Linked DNA regions of Zea mays: all the other regions are linked to region 3. A link is a contact called in public Hi-C data. All regions are on one chromosome and are shown on one strand. Each heading gives the region's core, a stretch centred on a gene start, on an enhancer-like site or on the middle of the called end of the contact. The rest is flanking DNA. Distances are from core to core; before and after follow the strand shown. Region 1 holds the start of LOC100273593. Region 2 holds the start of LOC100283947 (calnexin). Region 3 holds the start of LOC100282091.

Evidence for each region. A called contact is a pair of places that touch in the nucleus more often than the background predicts.
Region 1: a Hi-C map of ear shows a contact between it and region 3, with 5 times the contacts expected there. The contact joins the promoter of LOC100273593 here to the promoter of LOC100282091 in region 3. A contact is called at or near these places in 3 of 25 Hi-C or Micro-C datasets (bundle sheath, ear and tassel).
Region 2: a contact with region 3 is called in a Hi-C map of leaf, with 6 times the contacts expected there. The contact joins the promoter of LOC100283947 here to the promoter of LOC100282091 in region 3. A contact is called at or near these places in 4 of 25 Hi-C or Micro-C datasets (ear and leaf).

What each region holds. Positions count from the first base shown.
Region 1 is chr2:62,821,053-62,825,657 of Zm-B73-REFERENCE-NAM-5.0, reverse strand. It overlaps LOC100273593, which reads left to right and starts at 3,218. Exons shown (of 12, transcript NM_001148010.1): 1 at 3,218-3,777; 2 at 3,896-3,935; 3 at 4,093-4,130. The coding sequence starts at 3,766.
Region 2 is chr2:63,530,490-63,534,661 of Zm-B73-REFERENCE-NAM-5.0, reverse strand. LOC100283947 (calnexin) reads left to right here and starts at 1,548. Exons shown (of 6, transcript NM_001156845.1): 1 at 1,548-1,723; 2 at 1,828-1,897; 3 at 2,976-4,105. The coding sequence starts at 1,652. The region is part of intron 2 of LOC103646531 (a long non-coding RNA gene); the gene reads right to left.
Region 3 is chr2:63,265,654-63,270,503 of Zm-B73-REFERENCE-NAM-5.0, reverse strand. LOC100282091 reads right to left here and starts at 3,596. Exons shown (of 2, transcript NM_001371822.1): 1 at 3,038-3,596; 2 at 1,829-2,877. The coding sequence starts at 3,517. The coding sequence ends at 2,365.

The DNA.
Region 1 (4,605 bases), core at 1,969-4,468, 440 kb after region 3:
GGACTAACAACGCTTACGGTTTTGAGAGTTAAAAATCTTTTCGAAAGCGTGTTTGAAAAGTTGCTAAGTCATGGTTTCGGCGGACCGTCCGGGCCAAGTGGCTGGACCGTCCGCGATCTATCCAGAGGGGTCCGATGTATGTTCACTTCGGACTGGTCCTGTACATGTGTACTGCGGCCCGTCCGGGCCTTGGGGCCGGACCGTCCGTAGTCCTGACCAGAGAGGGTCGCCCTCTGCACAGTCCCTGTATTATTGTGCGGACTGTCCGACCGAGGTTGGCGGACCGTCTGCAGGTGCCAAATTGGTTTGGGCAGGGACTGTGTGTTTTTGGGCACTTGTACTACGAACTGTCCGGGGCCTGAGCCCGGACGGTACTAACTCCCAGGTCGCGGAGCGTCCGGCCTTGTATGACAGACAGTCCGCGTGTGTTTGCTCTCATGGTCCGAGCTTTGGTGCTCCATGTTGCCAGGTCTCGAACGGTTCGGCCAATGTTGGCGGACTGTCTGGACCTCGCTTTTCTGACAACTCTGACAGATTTCAAACGGGAAAACTAGCCGTTACTTGTACGGCGGACCGTCCGGCCTAAGGGCGCGGACCGTCCGCGTGTGCGCAGAAACTGTGCTAGTTGCACATAACGGTTAGAATTGTGAGGTGGGCTATAAATAGAAGGGGAGCTCGTGTGTGAGGGCTCTCTTGGCCATTCCTTGCACACATTGAGCTCATTTGTGATCCTCCCACTCATTCTCTCATACTCCTTGCTTGAGATTGCATTCTAGTGAGAGATTGAGAGTTCCTAGTGCATTTGCATCTATTGGTGATTCTTGAGGCAGTAGGTGGTACACCGGGCAAGCGTCATCGGCTTGTTACTCTTGGAGGTTGCCGCCTCCTAGACGACTCGGGTGTTGTCTTCGTGGAGCTCTCCAAGAAGATTGTGGAGGAGCCGCGGTGTCGATTGTGAGGGGTTGGTTCGCGCCTACCTCGCCGGAGCGACAAAGGCGATGCTAGTGGAAACGAGGTATTGATTGATTTCTTGTCCACTTGGCTCAAAGATCAAGTTGCGTCTTGATAGAGGAGCAAGTGAGAGCTTGAAGTCCACCTCAACGTGGATTAGGGGTGATCGGCAAATCACCGATGTCATGGGATAAAATCCGGTGTCTTTCTCTTCTCGCATTACTTATTACCGTGCAAGTAATTAGTATTTCACATATTGTCTCTCTTGTATACAATTACCATAGTTGTTTCTCATAGATTGCTTACTTGTTGTCACTAGAGAATTTATACCTCTTGTCATATTGATTAAATTTCTCTAGTGTTTTTTATTTTAGTCAAAACCGTCTATTCACCCCCCTCTAGCCGGTGTCCTAGATCCTACACCGACACATCCAATGGGGAAGCATGGGCCGACCCGACATGACCCAACACTAGGCATGGATTGAGTACGAGCCGTGTCAAACGACCCACAACCTGGTCTCGACCCGACCCGACCCGAACCAGACCTGAGGTTTGAACAAATCTAGTATTGGCCATGGTGAAAGCTTTGCTGGTCGACGAAGTTCAGTGGGCTCTAAAGTTTATTCCTCCATGTATGTATGATCTCTCCATGCCAATCTAGGGGAAAAGGTCTCTCGTTTTTTTATTTTATCCTCTCTCTCCCGCTAAGAAGCATCACAAACAAACCAATCTAGGGCTAGTTTGAAAACTGAAATTCCCTTCAGGATTAAAGAGGATTGGAGAGGAAATTAGTTCATTTCCATCTCAACCCCCTCCAATCCCGAAGGGGATTTGAGGTTCTCAAAGTAGCCCCTAGAGGGAAAAAGGTCCTAATAACTATCAATATTTTTTGCCTATGCGTTTGTGTATTTATACCCTAAAGAAAACACTGGTTCAAATTAATCTAGATCCACCTAACAAATGACCCCAGCTGAGACGTGTTTTCGTGTACCTCGTTTTGTACACACAAAAAGTCCACATGTGTTTGGTTTGGCTTTTGGCTTTTGCTCCATAAAAGCCAAACCAAAGGGTTGAATCTTGAAAGCAGCTTTTTCTAAAAGCCGACTTTCTTGTAGTGCAAAATTGAAAGCACCTATGAAACTGCTTTTAGCGGCTTTCCACCAAACAATTTTTAGTTTTTTAGCAATTCACAGCCCACAACATTTTTTTTCACAGCCACAACCCAACCAAACAGACCCTTACATTGATCCGTCCAGATCTCTCTTCCTCATCCTTTCTCTCACTCACATCTAACGACCAAGGACATCCGTATCATCCCGCCCTTACGTACGACCCCACCCGCACCCTCACGCCCCTCCCCCGCACTGCTATCTCCCTTGTTCTCTTTCTCTTGCTCTATTCTCTGTCGTTGATCTAGATGGAGGGAGCAAGGTTGCATTCAGCGGGGGCGTTGGCTCCAAGCTAGGGATGCGTGAGGACGACGCCATGGCGAGTACCTCCTCCAATAGGCATTTTTCTAGTAGTGTTATTAGTAGAACTTAAATTACTAGTTGTTTGTTTATTTTTTTATAAACACTTAATAATATGACGGACGATGAATAGAATGTCACGAACATCAGGTTCAAAATATTTATTTTAACGATACTACACACATTAAAGTTAACTACTTGATTAATATTTTTAGTTACTGACACGATTCTAGTCAGTAAAATGTAAACCACACCTCAGTCTCAGTCCTCCTCCCTGTCTAGCATTTGACCGGTTCAACCAAAATGCAGTAGAGGTTAACTGTACTCCGGCAACTTTACGTAAGGCAGAGTTAGGTTTTTTAGGTTGATAGTGGAAAAGTTAACAGATAAGTCTCTCGCAACTTTATGTAAGGCAGAGTTAAGTTTTTTTAGATTGATAATAGAAAAGTCGACAGATAAGTCATCTTTATTGTACTTCTACAGAACTATATACATAAAATTTTCACCTGATACAGCTTCTCATTCCTTTTCCTCGTCCTTTCCCTCGTTCGAGTCTCTGCCCTTCGCCACATTGGTTCGGACTTCACGTGTGCATGTGAACTTTGGGGCTAAACTGGGTATATGTAGTATGGGCTGGGTATGGAGTATGGGTTTTCACGTTAGGGGCCTTGCACTGCGTTGTGGGCAAGTTAGGTGCCTTATTCTGCAGCCCATACAGAACTGGGCCCATCTTCCGACCCATCAGGTCCAAAACCAGTATCTTTTTATCATCCCTTTTTTTTTCTTTCAATGGACGTCGCCGAGAAAACTCAAATCGAATCCCCAAATCCTTCGCCGGCGATTCCACTCCAAGTCTCGATCGGAAAAGCGCAGAAGAGCAACGGAATCCCAATTCCCAAAGGGACAAGGCAAAGCTAACTTCTCCTTCTTCCCATCCTTCCTCATCCCGTCGGATCAATGCCAGCGGGAGCAAATTCGAAGCCGCTGCCGAAATTGTGGCCGGTTGACCGGTGTTTCCAGCCCATCCCCCCGTTGCACGCGGCGAGGTAGAGGAGTTTCCGCCGTCAACTCCATCCGATCGGCGTAGGGTCGCGGGGTGCCGACAACTTTGGTCCCCGCTCCCCACTTGGGCGCCACGGTCGCTGCGCATGCCGCGGGCTCCCGCGCCCACTGGACCCCGGTAACACCGCACGGCGCCTCGCTCCGCGTGCCCGCCCGCTGCCAGCTCCATGCCAACCGCCGCGGCTACATAGGTAGCTGCGCGCTGGCTGAAGGCTCCTGCAGTGCGCGTTGAAGGCTTTCGCTGCGTGTTGTGCGTTCTGCTTGAATTTCGGTCTGAGTTTGGATGGGCCAGATGGTGAGTTGGCGAGCATCTGCCGTGTTGTATCGTGTCGTACGTTGTCGTGACGGCGTTATTCTTGACTCACTGACCAGTGAGCTCGTTCTGACGATGTGTTAACGATGAATCCGTGCAGATTTCGGGTGATAAATCCGACGAACAGACAGCACGCGACGGTACATGTGCAATCCATGCAACTTGTGTTCTCCTTGTCTATTCACGCTCACGTTCTTGAAGCGTGAAGTGCTAGTTTCTGCCCCTCTAGTTCGTTGTTTTGGCTCTTTAATAAAGTTTCTCATGGAATGTGGTTATTGTCTTGTTCTTTTTTTACAGATGGAATCATCAAGAATGGAAGGGAAATCCTATTTCAGGTGAGAATTTGTCCATGCTTACCTCTTGCTATCATGCTAAGGATCAAATTTGATGAATAGAAACATTATCAAAGCTCTATTCATGTGAATGGATCTAATTCAGTTGCTTAAGCACAAAAAGACCATTTTAATAGAAAGATTGATACTATTATTTTTTTCAGTTTGTGATAGATGATTCTAAAATTTGTGACCTGTTGTTTATGTGTCACCATAATCTATGTTTACCTCGATATGGGCCACTACTAGGATTCTAGTTCAATGTAGGTTTGAGTGTTTCTTGCATGCTACAGCACCTGTTTATGCTTGTTGAGTTGTTTTAACAGCTAAGACATAGGCTTCGTTTGGTTTCCCCAAGATAATAGAATCTGCAGCGGGTGGGGTATCCGAGAAAATACGGCGAGCTCTTGATTGTGAGATTTTGTTTCTTCGTGCACAGAATCCAAAGCACAGAATAAGCTACATTTGGAAGTCTAAT
Region 2 (4,172 bases), core at 299-2,798, 270 kb before region 3:
ATACTCAGATGGATCCGCTAGGATCGCAACAAGAATCTAATACCAATTGTGAGAGATAGATGGTGATGATAGCGAGCCCCGCCCCTGAAACTATCCTTCTCTCACGAAGTTATAGAGTTTTACTAGAATTCTCGACGAACAGAAGGGATTCACTCACACATGACGTCACCGTCTAGACACAACCAGCGCCAACTCCTTCCCCAAGCTAAGTCTCCAACTCCCACATGGCCTCAGTTACATACGCTCGCCAACAGTGTACCCCCATTGCTGGGTCCAATCTAGCCCAAATACTCTGGTGCTTTGCTTCTTCACCCGAATACCCTTTGGTGCCTCTCTGTCGTCGTCTATTACCTTGACAGACTGTTACACATGAGGGGCATGACGTACGAAAGAGAGGAACAACCCATAATTGTTGAACTGTTGAAACTCTACCACTTATAAAATTTACGTGGTATTTTTAGTTCCCCTGACTAAAATTTAGTTTGTATCATATCAATTATCTAAATATCAATTATAAATATTAAATATAGACATAATTAGGTTCAATAGTTTCGTTTTGTCTTTTAGTCTTTATCTGTACAATTAATCTTATAATTAGACTATATTTACTATCCGTAGTTATCATTTAAACATTTGATATGACATTAGGTGAAACCAAACACCCCATAAGAGCATGTACAACCCACAAACAATAGTTGTCTATATGTATATTACAAACAGGTATATACAATATAAATAATAAGTCATACAGTAGGTTACCTATCATGTGTGGAACAAGGACCAAAGAAGTCATACATTGGTTGTCTTACCGTCTCTTGTATTGGAGCATAGGCCGAAACCGTGTCTTCACTAAAGGACGATCTATGCCTATCTTCTCCTTAATTAGCATCCACGTCGAATTTTTTTTATTTAATTGTAGCTTACGTGACTTTAGAGACGTCGTATTTAACGGCGCTGTATGTGCCCTAAGGCTATTCACAATAATGATTTTATAGTGGTTTCACACACATTTAATAGTGTGTCACATCAACTTTTTTTTCCAATGTCTTAGAAACCATGGAGACCTCCATTGAAAATGATTTGTTTCTCTTCACATATTTTACTAATTTGTATTGGTCATTGAGTTGCAATATTTAATTGACATGTTAATGTATGAAATAGTGAAGTGAAATTTTACATTAAGAGACATTATTTTATTCATAGTTTTATAGCATTTTTGATGATATGTCAGTGTTGAAAAAAGTGGTACAAAATTGTCATCGAGAATATCTAAAGTCAGTAGAAGGCCTCTGTATTCACTGGAGATGCCGGCTGGCCGGATACCACCGTCGTGCGTGTTCGTGGGGCGGCTGACATGGCGTCCTACAAGAGCAAAGCGTCACGAGTCAGACGTGGCAGCGTGCAATTGGTCAGCACCACGTCCCGCGCCCTCCCATTGGTCGGAACAAGTCACACCAAGGCCTTCTCCTCGCAACTGCCGGCCCTGCTACCCACCGTTCCTTTTCCTCTCTCCTGATCTCAGCCGTGTAGCCTCTCCACCGCGCCCACTTCTTATACTGCCAGCGTCTGCTCCCTCTCGCGGAGGCCTCGCTCTGGTTGGAAGGTTTGGAGAAACTCCCCGGCTCGAGGAGATCGTGACATTGAGAGGACGATGGGAGGGCGCGCGCTCCTCCTCCTCCTCCTGGTCTCGGCGTTGGTCTTTCAGATCCACGCCTCCGACCCGGTAATCTAAGCCAGCCTGTTGCGATTTCGCTATCTTTTTTCCCTCGGAACTTTGTGGGTGAGATTTGTGATGGTCACTCCGGGTTTCGGTGTTGTTGTTTGCAGCTGCTGTACGAGCCGTTCGATGAGGACTTTGAGGGGAGATGGGTCGTCTCCAAGAAGGATGAATACCAAGGTAAGCGCGCGCATTTTTTTTCTCTCGCTCGTTATGGTTTCGCTAGATCTGTTTAGATCCGTGGGTTTAGTGGGGTTATGGGAGCTTCTTCGTCCGAGATCGCACTTTCCCGTGTTTAAACTGAGAGGTAACTGTGCAATTACTCATGAGATCCACGATTGATACTGTCAGTCATGTATGTTGTCAATCATGTATGTGCTTTAGTTTGTCCGGATGTGCTTCGCTAGCAGCACCGCTCTAGATGCAGAGCTATGGCTAGTCTCCACATTCCAACGTACTATATGCAATCGAGGAGTGTTCTTGCCTTCCAGCTTACAGTATAACTTTTTGAGTGTGCCAACACAAGTTACAATGGTCTGTAGCTCTAACGAACAGAGGATCATTGGAGTGACTGGTTTCTCTGTGTGTGCAGTGTGCTCATTGTTGATATGGATGGTTGATGTTTCTGTAACTGCCAAAATGTACTGATGCTCAGATAATCGAAAGTAGCCTCATCTATTCCTAACTGGAGGGAGTGATTAACTTGTACTAGATTATAGGATGAGACATCAGGAGATATTTTGAATAATAATTTTATCTATATGCATGTGTTAATGAACTACGTCATCCAAAAAATAATAAAATTGTCAGTATGTTCAGTTTGCTAGTGGTATTTTTATATTCCTGTAATTCTGTGCCCACATTAAACACTCTTCATATGAAGTAAGCTTGCGGTACTAAGTTTTAGTAGGTGCCTGTTAGATCTTTCTGGTTATCTGGTATGCTATTTATCTGTGAATATTGGTGTCATTTGTTATAATTTGAATATGCATCTATGCAACCTTTGTGCACCAAACACACCATAATTAATTTGACTAATTGTTAGTCAAAGTTTGCAAAGTTACACTTTCCGAAACAACATGTTGCTTGCATATGTGGATGAAGGGAGTAGTATCCTGGTTCTGTAATGCCATTTTAAACAGTATTGCAATCCTTATTTTAACTGCTTGTTGCCTGCCACTGTTTGAACATTGTAGTCATAATTTCTGTTCTTTTTTGTGTGTTTCATAGCTTAATGCCTACATACTCTGTTTTGTAGGTGTGTGGAGGCATGCCAAGAGTGATGGTCATGAGGACTATGGCCTCCTTGTTAGTGAGAAGGCAAGGAAATACGCCATAATCAAGGAGCTTGATGAGCCAGTTACCTTGAAGGATGGGACAGTGGTCCTGCAGTTTGAAGTGAGACTTCAGAATGGCCTTGAATGCGGAGGTGCCTACATTAAGTACATCCGCCCTCAGGATGCTGGATGGGATGCCAAGGAGTTTGATAATGAGACTCCATACACTATTATGTTTGGTCCAGATAAGTGTGGATCAACCAACAAGGTTCATTTCATCCTTAAGCACAAGAATCCTAAGACTGGAAAGTATGTTGAGCATCATCTCAAATTCCCACCATCTGTCCCATATGACAAGCTCTCTCATGTCTACACGGCTATCTTGAAGCCAGACAATGAGGTCAAAATTTTGGTAGATGGGGAAGAAAAGAAGAAGGCGAACTTCCTTTCTGCTGATGATTTTGAGCCAGCACTTATCCCATCCAAGACCATTCCTGACCCTGATGACAAGAAGCCGGAGGACTGGGATGAGAGAGCTAAAATTCCTGATCCAGATGCAGTAAAGCCTGATGACTGGGATGAGGATGCCCCGATGGAAATTGTGGATGATGAAGCCACCAAGCCTGAGGGATGGTTGGATGATGAACCTGAGGAGATTGATGATCCTGAGGCAGCCAAGCCTGAGGACTGGGACGATGAGGAGGATGGTGAATGGGAGGCGCCAAAGATTGACAACCCCAAGTGTGAAGAGGCACCTGGATGTGGCGAGTGGAAGAGGCCAATGAAGCAGAATCCTGCTTACAAGGGCAAGTGGCATGCACCTATGATTGACAACCCCAACTACAAGGGAATCTGGAAGCCTCAGGAGATCCCCAACCCTGAGTACTTTGAGCTTGACAAGCCTGACTTTGATCCAATTGCTGCTATTGGGATTGAGATCTGGACAATGCAGGATGGCATCCTGTTTGACAATATCTTGATTGCTGACGATGAGAAGGTTGCCACCTCCATTCTGGAGAAGACCTGGAAGCCCAAGTATGATGTTGAGAAGGAAAAGGAGAAGGCTGAGGAGGAGGCTGCTGCTGGTGCAGATGGTCTTTCTGAGTTCCAGGTGATCCATTTTTCTGATCTTTTGCAACCATAACTGTTATTTCTTTCTTCATTAGTCGTCTTTGTTC
Region 3 (4,850 bases), core at 2,347-4,846:
AAGCCCCCTTGACCTACTGGCCGGGTCATTTGCCCTACTACGTCATCACCGACTGACTTTAAACTAGCCCACTAGCTAGGCCGGCCCTGCCTTGCTCTTGCTGAAAGTCGCGGCATGTGAATCCATAGTTTGCGAGTCCAATCAGGCGTGCCCCCCAATTATTTAAGAGATGAGACAGGGGGGGAGGGGACTGACTGATGGACAGCGAGCGCTAGCTACCTAGCCTTGTGTCTGGAGGTGTTAACTTTAGGGCTTGTTCGGTTGCAAGGGATTAATTCCCAAGCGGATCTAATCCAGAGAGGGATTGAGTGTATCCCTTCCTTTCACTCAATCCCCTTGGGGGTTTGATCCCCTTGGGGGTTTAATCCATGTCTGAAAAAGGCCATTCGGTTAATCCACGCTTTTTGATATATGTACAGAGCTGCATCCGGCGTCCATTAGCCTACCTGAAGGGTCTTCAGAAAAGGCAGAACTCAAAACAGCAAAGATCCCTGACGACGATTCAGCTGCTATGACTGATGAAGTTGGCTCATGTGCTGGTAACTAAAGAGTTTGCCTCAGGGCCGTTCGTCAGTCGTCACGGCTTCGACTTTAGCCTTGGTATTTCAGGCAGGCAGGAAGCAAGCTCCATTTGAATTGATTGAAGGCGAACGTTTGCCAGCTACTGCTCCGTGCTTGAGAGTTGAGACAAGGCGGGCAGCCGGTCGTCGTCGTACAACACAAAACCGGCGCGCAATACAAAATCCGCTCGCCAAAGCAACGTCCGTCAGCGGCACAGAGGGAGATCGGCCACTTCCTCGCTCATTAGGACGCCGGAGGGAAGCAGAGCATCCGCCGCGATCTCTCAGTGGACGAGGCCCGCCGGCGTGCCATCCTCGCCGCATTTCCAGCCGAGGGAGCAGACCGTCCGCGTCCTCGCTTCCTCTTGGGTGTAGCCGAGGGTCTCGACGAGTTGCCTACCACTTGGGCGTACTCCAGTGGCCGGCCACATCGATGTAAAGATCTACTGGTAGCAATCCGACGGCGATGAATGGAAAGATGCACGCGATGGAAAGGAGAGGAGGATGTGAGTACTACCGGCGAGAAGCGGACACCGACGGGATGGCGCCGGTCAGCCAGTGGCGTTCCCCTCGTGGACGCCGGTGAGCCGGTGTAGATGTCGCCGCCAGATCTCGTGCAGACGGAGCTCGTGCCGCCGCCTCCTCTGTGCCCTAGCCGCCGCCGCCTCTGTGCTGTAGAAGCGGTCTTCACGTGGCTTCTTTCCACGCCGTCGAGACGAGGTTTTTTCCCAGGCCGGGATGAGGTGGGAACTGCCGGGATGGGCCGGGATTGAGGCCCGGGCGGGGTTAAACGAACACGATTATTGTGTGGGCCGGGATTTCAACCAAGTGGGTTTGATCCATATGGTTTCTTTCCCAATCCAGACCATTCCCGGCCCAAACGAATAAGGCCTTAGGTTGCGGGGGCGAGATGCATCGTCTCGTCTGCCTGCAGTGAAAGTGATCTCACGAGGACGAGGACGGCACCCCCGCAGACAGCGACGGCGAGTACAGACCGCCAGTGTGCCCGGCATGTTTCACGGCAGATTACAGGCAGCGCACGCTACAAACACATGCGCATGCCAGCCTTCGATGGACAGCATCACGGCACGGATGCAATGGATTTAGCGCGGGTCGTTGTCGTGCTTGTGCTGCCCGATCATTTTCAAATTACTGTCCACCTGCTGCTGGATGATGTCTCGTCTAACCACTGTTGGCGCGTGCGTAGACGCAGAGCAAGTGGACATGTAAACCACTGCTTGGATTTATAAGGCCTCGATCTCTCCATCTTCAACCAAAACAGAGCAGCAGTGGCTTATCTTATTGAACAGTTTTTTTCTCTCTCTCTCTCTGCGGCGGCTTTTCTTATAAGAAAAAAAATATTTGGTAAAACTGTGTGTTTAGAAGAAGAAAAAAATGATATCTTCAGAATCAGAACCAGACAACGCCTCAAGGACTGACTAAACCCTTGGCAATCTCCACCAGGAGAACGATCTCCATCCAGCATCCAACGCGGTGCTTTGAAGAGAAGGCAGTGGACACTGGTGAGTTTGTGACTTGTTGTTGGTGCACGTGAAGAGAACTTTTTTTTTCACCCTTCGTTGGACATCGTCCCCGATCCACTTCTGCGGCCATATCTCCGGTTATTATTAACAGAATGGCCATCGCACGATTTGCCAGGACGTTCTGTGCTGTGCCACATTGCGTTCGCGCATGAACCGCGCATCAACCGTAACCGGCGCATCGCGTCCGCAGGAAGCCTCGTCTCCTGCCATGGCCTCGTGTGACGTAGCGTAACCAGTCGGCGACGAACATGTTCAGTCCATCAGGAGACGAGGACGTGGAGCGAGCCGTTCTTGGCGGCCGCGCAGACGGGGCAGGCGTCCACGCCGGCCTCGCACGCGCGGCACAGGCACAGGTGCCGGCACGGGAGCAGCAGCACGGACGCCTCGCCGGCGCCGCACGACCTGCACGCCAGCTTGGACCTGGACGCGCACGACGCGCCGCCGTCCTCGAAGCAACACGACTCGGCGTCCTCGGCCTCACCGCCTTCCTCGCGGCCGCCGCCGGCGCCATAGGGTGACTGCAGGAGCTGGTCCAGCGTGGCGCGGAGGCCAGCGGCGGCGGCCTCGTGCCTCCTGGCGACGGCCATCCACGCCTGGCACTCGGCGCCCGCCTGCCGGGCCTTCTCCTCCAGCTCCGCGCCGCGCCGGAGCGCGCGCTCGAGGTCCGTCTCCGACGCGCGCAGCCGCCCCGACGCGGCGCGCCCCACGGCGGCCAGCAGCGCGCGGGCGTGCCGCCGCCGCGCCTCCTCCAGCGCCGCGCGCATCCTCTCTGCCTGTGCACCACAAGATAATGTCTCACAGATCAGACACCGTCGGACCATGCGTTGTTGTCCCCATATGACGAAGAAGGAAGAAGTCGGTCGATTCCCAGTTATTAACCATCAATTGACAGATGATAGATGAAGATCACGACCGAACAATGGCCGCCCGTACCTCAAGTCTAACGAGCGCGTCGATCTCCACGCCGTGGCGGTGCGTCCACGACGACAGCAGTCCCCGCGAGGCCGCCACGGTCGCGCCACTTGCCACCCTCCCACTGGTGGACGCCGTGCCGGAGGCCGCCACCGCCCGGCGGCTCCGCGCGTTGACGAACGGTGCCACAGCCACAGGCAGTGGCAGCAGGCGCTCCGTGCCCGCCGGAGGCAAACCCGCGCGCTGGTCTTCTGAGAGACCACCGCCCGCTGCTGGCGCCGCCGTCTCCAGGCGCGGCCGCTTCCTCGGCAGGAAGCCGTCGTAGTTGCACCAGGCAACCTCGACGCGCGGGAAGTCGCTGAGCGCCGTCGTGGCGTCCCCGATCCGGGCCGGGGCCGGGGCCGCGGCTGGCGCGCACCCGGCGTACTCGTCCAGGAACAGGTAGCCGCCCGCCGCCTGGGCTGCTAGGTCGTGCGACAGGTGCCGCCCCTGCACGGCCATGGCAAGGCGCAAGGCGCAACTCAAGGACGACCGCGAAGGCGTTGGGCGGGCGTGGGAACCGACCGCCAGTGGGAGGAGTGAGAATGGATGGTTTGCAACCGATGTGGTTATATATATACTGTCACGGTTAGGGAAGGCATGCCATGACTCCGGCTCGGGTGGGGCGGAAGAGCGAAGACTGTGAGCCGGTGCCAACAAAAACACGTAGTAGGGGGGGCACGGCGCGCGGATGCGATCGAGGCCGGGACAAAATCGGATCGCTTTCCACCCGCCCTGGCCGGGCCGGGTGGGGCGGACGCCGTTCGCGGTTCGCCTAGCAATAGCAAGCTGCTAGCTAATCCCCATTCCAGACGGGCGGACATTCACTCGGTTTATTTCAGCGAACCAACGGAGTGATCAGATTTTTTTTACCCCGTGGTCTGCTGCTGCTGCTGCCAATATGATGGGTAGGTAGTACATACTCGATGGACTGTAGTATGTGTTATTCATTTTGCTTTCGCTTTCACGTGCGTGTATGTGATCTGTAGTAAATGGTTGTTTTTATCTCTCCGTATCTACCGTTCTTTGGTATTTTCCTTTTTTCTCCATTTCTCTCACCTTTCTCTTGGTCACATTCATGGGCTGACATCCGTTCAATTTTCTCGCTTTTCCATTTATTGATTTTTTTAATCTTTTTTCCCTATCAGATTTTATTTTCTCGCGTTCTTTGTCCTCCTCCTGTTTTTTCTCTCTCTATCTTTTTATTTATCTCTCTCTCTCTCTTTTGTATTAAACGTTGAGAAATCCGATCAAAATAAATTACATACATAAGAATTAAGAATACGTCGAGAAATCTGATGAGTGCGATATGATGTTCGGCGGTGGACGTGGACCGGGCTGGATGGATGGATCAACAAATGTTGATGGATGGGCCACACCCCACTTCCATGTTTCATGGCCGATTCAAGTCGTCTAGCTAGCTAGTGCATGTCGTCCTGGCTTTTTTTCTCTGCTTTGTTCTGGATCGGATGGGAAAGCTAAAACTAGCGCATCCGTGTCCGTGTCCGTGTCCGTGCCACTAGTAAAAGCAGCGATGTGCATCTCCGGCTGCGGCGGGGCAGCCGGTCAAAGTCTTCCCCCGTCGGAGACGGGCTTACCGCACGCGAGAAAGATCCGATCTCGCAGTCGCAGTGAAACTTCACCCTCGAACGACGAACCATGGCGATGCGATGCGACGCGGCCCAAACAGTCGCAGTCCCTGCCTGGACGACGTGCGGCTGCGGTTTCAACGCCACCCAGCGAGAAAGGCGCGCGGGAAGTCAGGAACCACGAACCATGCAAAGTGATTTTCTCC